Regions from separate parts of the Oryctolagus cuniculus genome. Here region 2 is linked to region 1. The links are chromatin contacts, called in public Hi-C maps. All regions are on one chromosome and are shown on one strand. The core of a region is the stretch at or near the end of the contact, and the rest is flanking DNA. Distances in the headings are between cores, read along the strand shown. Region 1 has its middle 9.7 kb from the start of MGST2. Region 2 overlaps LOC127483149 (a long non-coding RNA gene).

Region 1 (5,144 bases), core at 613-3,112:
ACAAAAACTCCAACATTAGGCATTCCTGAGCAAGCCATTCATAGGAAGATCCTCTTCAGATCAGTTTCGGCTTAAATGAAAGGGACCTGACCAGGTGCTACTGAGCATGGCTATCGCAGTGCAATTGGGATTAAAGTTCCACCTCTTAAGTCTTCACAGGTGAACTCAAAAGACACGCCTGACTATTCCTGTGAGCCAATCAGAGACCTTAAGTACCTCTTCAAAGCAAAAAGGATAAGTAGAACTTCTGTGTTTGTCGCGTGGAGACGGCTGCCCCTTCAGGCAGACATGCTGTGCCCGCCTCTCTTGATTCTCTCTGAGAACTGTTATTGATGATAAAACCCCTAATGGGTTCTTCCATTATAATGCTCTATGCTCAAGCTAAATGGGTTTATAGTCTACATGAGGGTAGTCTATCACCACCCACTATCTGGGCGTCTGTAAGATATGCTCTTTTCAGCTTAAGGGGCACTCTACTCACAATTGGTTTTGTTCCAGTTTTGCCTTTGCTAATTAACAATCTTATATGTTTCAGAACTCGACTTCTGGGAGTAACTGACCATGCAGGGGACACGGACATTGGCAGTGACCTAGACTGCTCCAGCTCACAATGTGAATTTGTTAGCTAAGATAGAGACTTCCAGATCCTCGACAGGCAGGGCCCATACTACGCCCCTCATAAGCAGGAAGCAGCTACAGAAAATGGATGATTCTACGACCTTCAATATCCCCTAGGATTAATGGAATGGAGTCTCTGGGGGGAATGATGTAGGCAGGCATACAGGATAAAATTGATCAGGTTTGTGAGCTGGAAGACCACGCCTTCACCACGCCCCTGTGTGACCGCATGCCCCTACCTGGCCACACCTGAGTACCCACTGGCTAAGCAGGTTAATTGACCATGCCCCCTTGGAAGTGGATTAAAAGCCTGGGACACAGTGTGTCCGGTCCTTTTTCTCTTCCTTGGCTTTTTGCCATCACGGGCGTTTGCTGCCCCTGCGCCTCCAGGGTGCGTGGCCTTTGGGCCACCTGCTCCATGCTTCCTGGCCTGCACACTCCTCCATGTGGCTGGCTCCTGGTGCTCAGTATGAATCCAGATTTATATCTCTTCTAGATAGCGCTCTTTCCAATGCATCTTTCTCACGGAATAAAAGCTTAACACATAAAAAAAAAAAAAAAAAAAAAAGAAGTGGTGGAGTATAGCTATGGCCGTTAGGCTGGGTTGTGGCCCAAGTCAGAAAGAGGCAGAGCCCGTGGAGAGATTCCAGGGGAGCACAGAGAAAGGGCCCTGGGGGGACACAGAGTGAGCAGCCTTCACAGGCCCAGCAGTGAGGCCTCAGAGGAAGCCACATGGCCCGCACCTGGATCTTGAACTTGCAGCTTCCGGGAAGGCCAGAAAACAGATTTAGGCTGTTTAAGCCACCCTGTGTGTGGCACTTTGTTGCGGCACGTGGAGCAGACCAGGCTACAGGAGGTTAGCGTGTGAGCTGCGTGTCGTGTGCCTGTGCCTGTGTGTTCTGGGTCTGGCGCGATGCGCGTGGAGGGGGGTTGCGGAAGTGGGCAGGAAGGGAGGTGTCTGGGCAGCGGCCCTGGGTTGCTGCGCTGGAGCGGGATTGCAGGCCTGGGTCCTCTCCCCACCCAGCTCGCCCGCCGCCCTCTCACTTCAGGACGCGCTCTCCTCTGATGTGGGTGGGACTTGTGCCCTGTGTCAGGGATGGAGAGAAAATAGAATCAGAAATGTGGGTTAGCAGTAGGATGGGGAAGGAAGAAAGCAGCTAATTCATTTATAGTCTGCTGAGAGCCATCCAAGGATCCCGGTGGGAGACAGGGGCAGGCAGAAGGCTTCGCGTTCCTAAATAGAACTCTGTTTTGACATTCTGCTGGCAGCTGCTCTCCCCCGCGCTTGTCTGTCTGGCCAAGCGCGTTGATAAAAAAGCAGCCGCGTTTTGGCCTCTCACTGCGCCACCTGGTGGCGCTCAGGAGGAGGTACAGGGGTCTGCCCCAAACAGAACGACCTTCCGTTCTGCAGAGTCACAGGGAAACGGATGCAGACTCTTGGGAGGCAAGCAGTAGTGAGAAGAGCGCTGTGCTGTGTTCCAAGTGGACTCCGGCTCTGCAGATTATTGGCTGCACAATCTTGGGCAAGTCCATCTCTTTGTGCCCGTCTCTTCGTGTGAGAAACAGGTCACTAACACAAACAGTATCCGAAATGTGGCGTCCCGGTAACTGAGTCAACCCTCCTTCCCTTCTTTATTTTTTCTTGTACAGATTTCTTTCCCCTGACATAATTTTGTAAAGGATCAAAAGTTGCTTCTGCTCTAGGCTTTGGGTTTTTGAAATTAGGTCGTGTGGGTGGGGGTGCTGGAGGGACGTGTGTGTTGGGGAACAAGTGGGTGTGGGTCGTGAGAGTCCCAGCTGGGACTGGGAGACCCCCCCCCCCCCCCCGAGGCCCTGCCCTTGATTCAGGCTTTTGCTGAGATGAGAACCAGGGCCTGGAGCCTGCCCTTGACTTTTTGTGTCATAGGAGGGTCTGAGCTGCTATGTTGGGTGAGAGAGAAGCTCTTACCATCTGAGCTGGAGCTGATGGTCTCCCATTAAGCCTGCAGGTGCACACGATGATTTTACATGGCTAATTAAAATATTTATTTAGTTGAAAGAGAGAGAGAGAGAGAGAGAGAGAGAGAGACATCTTCTATCCACTGGTTCATCCCCCAGATGGCCAAGGTTGCATCAGCCTGAAGCCAGGAGCCAGGAGCCAGGAGCCAGGAGCCAGGAGCTTCATCCAGGTCTCCCGCATGGGTAGTAGGAACTCAAACTTTGGACCATCTTCTGCTGCTTTTCCCAGGTCATTAGCAGGGAGCTGGATCAGAAGTGGAGCAGCCGGGACTTGAACCGGCACACAAGTAGGATGCCAGCATCACAGGTGGTGGCTTAACCCCCTAAATCACAATGCTGAAGCCAGGAGCCAAGTGCCCAGTCCAGGTCTCCCATGTGGGTGGCTGAGATCCAACCACTTTAGCCACCTCCCTCTCCCACCCCCAACACACTTAGAGGAGAGAAAACTTCCACTCACTGGTTCACTCCCCTAAATGGCCACAACAGCCAGGTCTGAAGCAGGCCAAAGCCAGGAGCCTGGAACTCCGTCCTGGTCTCCCATGTGGGTGCTGGATTGCAAGTGGAGCAGCGGGACATGAACTTGAGCCCATATGGGATACGGGCATTGCCGCCATAAGCTTAACCTGCCACACCATGGCACCCAACCTGAAATGTAGGGATTTGAATCAATCATCTACCTTGTGGGCCAAGTGAGTCAGTGCAGCCCAGCAGGACCGACTTGTCTGAGGCCTCAGCTGGGAGACTTAATGGCTGGGCATGACCCAGTGGCTAAGCTCCTTAGAACCTGTCTTCACTTGGGTCTGACAGCTCACGCTGTCAGAGACAGGGAGAGACAGAGAGAGAGGTCTTCCCTCTGCTGGTTCACTCCCCAGATGGCCGCAATGGCCAGAGCTAAGCTGATTTGAAGCCAGGAGCCAGGAGCTTCTTTTGGGTCTCCCATGTGGGTGCAAGGGCCCAAGCACTTGGGCCATCTTCCGCTGCTTTCTGAGGCCACAGGTAGAGAGTTGAAGTGGAAGTGGGGCAGCTGAGACTCGAACCGGCACCCCTGTAGGATGCCAGTGCTGCAGATGAAGGCTTAACCTTACTATGCCACAGTGCTGGCCCCACGTTTGTTTCTTTAAAGATTTATTTGACAGTGAGAGTTGTAGAAACAGGGAGAAAGAGAGAGGCCTTCCATCTGCTGGTTCGCTCCCTCTTTTGCCTTACAAGTCCTGGAGAGACACCAAGGGAAAACACAGGAGTCCCTTTTTTTCCAGTGGGAGCCACTTACTGCACCGCCCGCATGGTGGTTTCTCCGTGTCTTCACAGGGTGCCTCCTGAAAGAGCCAGACAGTGCTGGAGAGACAGGATAACGTTTCAACTTGAGGGACACACTGAAGAGAAAGGCTGAGTCTCAGGCTCAGAGCAAGTGGGTGCTCCCCCTGGGCGCACAGAATCTCAGAAGTCCCCTGAGGCCATAGCTGGCCCTCCAGGAGGTTTCTCAGTTCCATGAGTGCTTGTTTCAACAAAGGCCATGGGGCTGGTGCTGTGATATAGAGGGCAAAGCTTCTAGCATCCCCTGTGGGCACCAATTCGAGTCCCAGCTGCTCCACTTCTGGCCCAGTCCCCTGCTAATGTGCCTGGGAGGACAGCAGAAGATGGACCAAGTGCTTGAGCCTCTGCACCCATGTGGGAAACCTGGAGGAAGCTCCTGGCTCCTGGCTTCAGCCTAATACAGTGCTGGTCATTGTAGTCATGCAGGGAGTGAACCAGTGGATGGAAAATATCTCCCCCCCCATAACTGTGTTTTTTTTTTTAAGATTTATTTATTTATTTGAAAGTCAGAGTTACACAGAGAGAGAAGGAGAGGCCGAGAGAGAGAGAGGTCTTCCATTCACAGGTTCATTCCCCAAATGGCTGCAACAGAAGGAGCTGCGCTGATCTGAAGCCAGGAGCCAGGAGCTTCCTCTGGGTCTTCCATGCAGGTGCAGGGGTCCAAGGACTGGGGCCATCTTCTACTGCTTTCCCAGGCCATAGCAGAGAGCTGGATCAGAAATGGAGTGGCTGGGTCTCGAACTGGCACCCATATGGGATGTTGGCACAGCAGGCGGTGTCTTTACCCACTATGCCACAGCGCCAGCCCCAAATAAATAAATCTTTAAAAAAAAAAGGTCCATGATGATTCTAACGGGAGCCCTCCCAGCCCCGTCCTGGTCTGTGGCACATCAGAGCCAGGTGGTTGGGATGTACCCCTGAAACTGGCTGAGGAGCTGGGGTGCCAGCTGCAGTCGCACCTATCTCGACCAGTGCCTGTGCTCACCCTAACCCCATCTCGGCCTCAGATGTCCTTCCCCTCCTCCTCCCCCAGGCACCATAAACTCCCCCTGCGGGGACCTCGGCATCTCCCCAGCTTCCTTCCTGGGCTGCACTTTTCGGGGCCAGGGTTCTACCTTCTCCCATCTTTACCCTTCCCCTCTCGTCACTGTGGAAACCTCCATGCCCCCTGCTTCCTCCTCCTTGGGCACACTGAAGCTCACTCTGGCTTCCAC
Region 2 (4,717 bases), core at 961-3,460, 190 kb before region 1:
CCCAGGGTGCCGGTGCCACAGGCGGAGGATTAGCCAAGTGAGCCACGGTGCCGGCCTTTTTTTTTTTTTTTTTAATTTCACGTATTTTTAAAAGATGGGAATGGGCACTAGGCATAGTTGTTAGGATGCCTGCATCTCCTATTGGAGGGCCTAGGGTGGATCCCTGGCTATGTTGTGACTCCAGCTTCCCAGTAATGCACACTCTAGCAGGCAGCAGTAATAGGCTCAAATAATTGGTTCCTGCCATCCTCATGAGAGATGTGAACTGAGTTCCCAGCTCCTGCTTTCAGCCTGGCCTCAGCCACTACAAGCATTTGGGCACTGGAGTTCCGTTTCTCTGCCTCTGAAATAAAATTAAAATAGAATAAAATAAAATGATGGGCTGAAACTAGCAGCAAGGAGACAAGGCAGGCAGTGATGAGAAACAGATGATTTCAGAGATATTTAGAAGGTAGATGTACTCATTTCCTAGGACTACCATAACATATTATCACAAATTTGGTAACTTAGCACAATAGAAATTTATTCTCTCACAGTCCTGGAGACCAGGAGCCTGAAATCAAGGTGTTAGCAGGTCTGGCAATTCTTGGTGTTTCCTGTGCGGCAGCCTAACCGCAACCTTTTCTTTCATTTTCATAGGGATCTTCTTCCCTGCATCTTTTATCTCTCCTTTCTTGTGTAAGGGTACCAGTCAGTGGATTTAGGGCCCACCCTAATATAGGGTAATCTCATCTCAAGACCTTAAATTACATCTGCAAAGGCACTATTTCTGAATAAGGTCGCATTCACAGGGACTGGGTGGGTTGACTTTTTTTTTTTTTTTGACAGGCAGAGTTAGAGAGAGAGAGAGAGAAAGAGGGAGAGAGAGAGAGAAAGGTCTTCCTTCCATTGGTTCACCCCCCAAATGACCGCTATGGCCGGCACGCTGCGCCGATCTGAAGCCAGGAGCCAGGTGCTTCCTCCTGGTCTCCCATGCAGGTGCAGGGACCCAAGCACTTGGGCCATCCTCCACTGCCTTCCCGGGCCACAGCAGAGAGCCAGACTGGAAGAGGAGCGACCAGGACAGAATCTGGCGCCCCGACCGGGACTAGAACCCGGAGTGTCGGTGCCGCAAGGCGGAGGATTAGCCTAGTGAGCCGAGGCGCAGGCCATGGGTGGATTGACTTAAACAGCTGGGTTGTACGACAGTACGATTCACTAAAATAAGTAACACTGGAAGAGAACCAAGTTTGGATAAGGAAGGTGCTGTGTTTCTATGGAGGTGCTCATGGAAATGCAAGAAACCAAGTAGGCACTAAGTCACATAAGTTGCAAGCTCAGTACTGGGCAATATGGGCTGGGCATGCGGGTTTTGGTGGTAACTGAAGCTATGAACATGGGTAAGATTGCCAAGAGACAAACTGCAGAATAAGAACAGAGTCCAGAGCTCTGTGCTACACAAAGTTTAAAGGGGGGTGGGGGGAAAACAATCTGGGAAACAGGGTAAAAGCAATCCAAGACTGATGTTCTAGAAAAGCTCAAGGAAGATGATGTTTCAAGCAGGCATGAGCAGTTTTTTTTTTCCCCCTAGATTTCCTCCCATTTCTGTTCAAGGCTGGAAAGCACCACAGACTTAAAATCACTTCAGCTCCCACAGACTCTTTTCTCAGTGAGTAAGTCCCATGCATGGCTTCTAAGCTGGATTACAGCTGCTAGACATACGTTCTCCAAGTTGTTTGTAAAAATCCTCGTTTACAGGTTTATGTGTAGCTCATAGTGGTGGGGATTCCTTAGAACGTTCTCGATCTCTTGGGAATCAACGATACCTTCTAGAGCATATCTTATGCAAAGTACAGCCATTGCAGGAGGAGGATCCCCAGAGAATCTTACCAGCCACACTTTGGAAGAGAAAGCTTGATACTCTATTAGCAAAGGAAATATATTTTGATTCCTAGTTTGCCAAAGATTTTTAGATAACAAATGGATAGTAAATGTTATCAAATGCCTTTCAGCATCTATAGAGATGATGACACCTACGATTTTTCTCCTTTAAGCTATTAAGACTAGTTTTATTTCTCAGCTTCATTGCCTGCTCTGTAAAAAAGAAATGGAACTGGGTTCTCCAAATATTTTTCCTTTGCCAGCTGGCATAATGTTAAGCTATGACAGTAGAGGGTGCTAGAAACTTTTCCTTCCTGATTCTTGCTTGCTTTCCTGGCCAACTCTTGCAACACACACAGCTTCTGTAGCACCCAGCTCGTGAAGTGCCCACATTTGTTTCCTTTGCTTGACTGTGGCAGTGTAGGCAGCTTCCTAAGGCCTGGCTCCTGCAGCGAAAGCGCCATCCCCAGAATCAGGCTCCTGCAGTGTTGGTAGTTTTTCCAGAACCCCCTTCTGTTTGGATCCCCCTGTTTTGTAGCAGAGTGGCTCTTTCAAAACACCTAACCGTAAATAGCTTTCTCTGACACCCAAAGGGAGAATTTTAAGCACTGTCAGAAGAGGGTGACATAGCAAAGCCTTGATGCCTAAAGTTCAAGGTGGATTTCCAGCATGTTTCACTGGCATAGCACCACAGCAACTTCCCTTCCATTCAATGAGACGTGGACTTGTCTGTCAATCTGTAGATCTCAGCCTAGGTCTGGGGTGAAGGAAGGGTTCTATCTCAGGGTTAAGGGTAGTGGCTGATTCTTACTTGATATTCCTATAATACTTGGAGCACTTTTTTTGTTAATGTATTTATTAATATATATGTTGAAAATGCATTTTTCTCTCATTTAAAAATGATTTATTTATTTGATAGGCAGAGATATAGAGGAGAGACAAGAGAGAATACCTCCCCTCTGCTGGTACAATTCCCAAATGGCTGCAATGGCTGTGGCTGGGCCAGTCTGAAGCCAGGAGGCAAAGCTTCTTCCGGTTCTCCCACGTGGGTGCAGGAGCCCAAGGACTTAGGACTGATGCAGAGAGAGAGAGTGAGAGAGAAAGTGTCTTCCATCCCCTGGTTAACTCTCCAAAAGGCCACAATGGCAGTAGCTGGGCTGATCCAAAACCAGGTGCCAGGAGCTTCTGCAAGGTCTCCCATGTGGGTACAGGGACCCAAGCACTTGGGCCATGTTCCACTGCTTTCTCAGACTATTAGCATGGAGCCGGATCAAAAGTGGAGAAGCTGGGACTCGGACTTGAGCCCATATGGGATGACGCCACTGCAGGAGGAGGCTTAATGTATGTCACTACAGTGCTGGCCCTTTATCATTATTATTATTTTTTGACTTATTTAAATGCTGTAGTTTTGTAGTATACTTGGAAATCAGGTATTGTGATACCCCTGGTAGCTTTGGAATCTGCAAGGAGAGAAGGCCTGTATTTCCGGGAATGGAGAGTCCCTACCTGCACTTCTGGGGAAGAAAAGTCCTTGTCAAGGTCCCCACGGGTGCCTAAAGGTCAACCAATGAGGATCAGACTTGCCTCAACCTTTAACCCCCACGCCCTGTATCTATAAAAGGAGCTCTCCCTACCTCTGATGCACTCTGTTGGGACCGGGGAACCTCACCCGGGGGGGGGGCAGAATCCAAATAAAAGCTTGTGAATTAATTGATTCACCTGCTTGGGAAGATTTGTTATGCACCGGACACCTTGCAACCCCAGCTTGAATTTATCTGTTGTTTTGTCCAGGATCACTTTAGCTATTTTTGAATTTTTTTTGTGTGTGTGGTTCCATATGAATTTTAAGATTTTTTTTCTTATACTTTAAATAATATAATTGGAATTTTGATAAGGATTGCTTTAGGTAGTGGGGACATTTCAACAATATTAATTCTTCTAATCCATGAGCAAGGAATATCTTTTAATTTTTTGTGTCTTTGATGATTTGATTTCATCTGTTTTATAAAGTTCATTGTAGAGATCTTTCATTTCTTTGCTTAAATATATTCCTAAATATTTGTTTTTTTTTTTTTTTCAGTGATTGTGAATGAGATTTCTTTTCCTGTGAGATCACTATTGGTATATGAAAATGTTACAGCTTTTGTATGTTAACTCAGTATCTTGCGACATTACTAATTGGTTTATCAGTACCAACAGCTTTTTGGTGGAGTGTTTAGATTTTTCATGTACAACATCATGTCATCAGCAAACATGGATATCTTGTTTCTTTTTTTAAAAAAGATTTTATTTTTATTTATTTGAAAGACAGAGTTATAGAGAGGTAGAGAGAGAGAAAGAGGTCTTCCATCTGCTGGTTCACTCCCCAGATGGTTGCTACAGCCAGAGCTGCAATGATCCGAAGCCAGGAGCAAGGAGTCAGGAGCCTCTTCTGGGACTCCCACGTGGGTGTAGGGGCCCAAGAACTTGGGCCATCTTCTGCTTTCTCAGGCCATAGCAGAGAGCTGGACTGGAAGAGGAGCAGCTGGGACTAGAACTGGAGCCCATATGGGATGCCAGTGCTTCAGGCCAAGGCTTTAACAGGCTGTGCCACAGCACTGGCCCCGATATTTTCTGCTTCTCCTTTCCAGTTTTGATATCCTGTTTTTCCTTTCCCCTCCCTAATTACTCATTAATACCTCTAATACTCTACTGAATAAGTGTGGTGAAAGTGGACATCCTTGTCTCATTCCAGATCTGAGGGGAAATGCTTTCACCTTTTCCCCATTCAGTATGATGCTGGCTTTTGTTTGTATATAGCCTTTATAATTTTGAAGTATGTTCCTTCTATATCCAATTTGTTGATTTCTTTTTAAAA

The links. Hi-C and Micro-C count contacts between places; a contact is called where the count stands out from the background.
Region 2: a contact with region 1 is called in a Hi-C map of an unstated tissue, with 2.6 times the contacts expected there. The contact joins two enhancer-like sites. A contact is called at or near these places in 3 of 6 Hi-C or Micro-C datasets (ear pinna, psoas muscle and an unstated tissue).

What each region holds. Positions count from the first base shown.
Region 1 is chr8:25,115,424-25,120,567 of mOryCun1.1, reverse strand. No RefSeq gene overlaps it. Among named protein-coding and RNA genes, the nearest start is that of MGST2, 9.7 kb to the right of the region's middle. Within about 2 kb of position 1,862, at least 1 of the 8 cell types and tissues checked has an H3K27ac peak or open chromatin away from gene starts, as enhancers often do.
Region 2 is chr8:25,304,839-25,309,555 of mOryCun1.1, reverse strand. The region is part of intron 1 of LOC127483149 (a long non-coding RNA gene); the gene reads right to left. Among named protein-coding and RNA genes, the nearest start is that of RAB33B, 10 kb to the right of the region's middle. Within about 2 kb of position 2,210, at least 2 of the 8 cell types and tissues checked have an H3K27ac peak or open chromatin away from gene starts, as enhancers often do.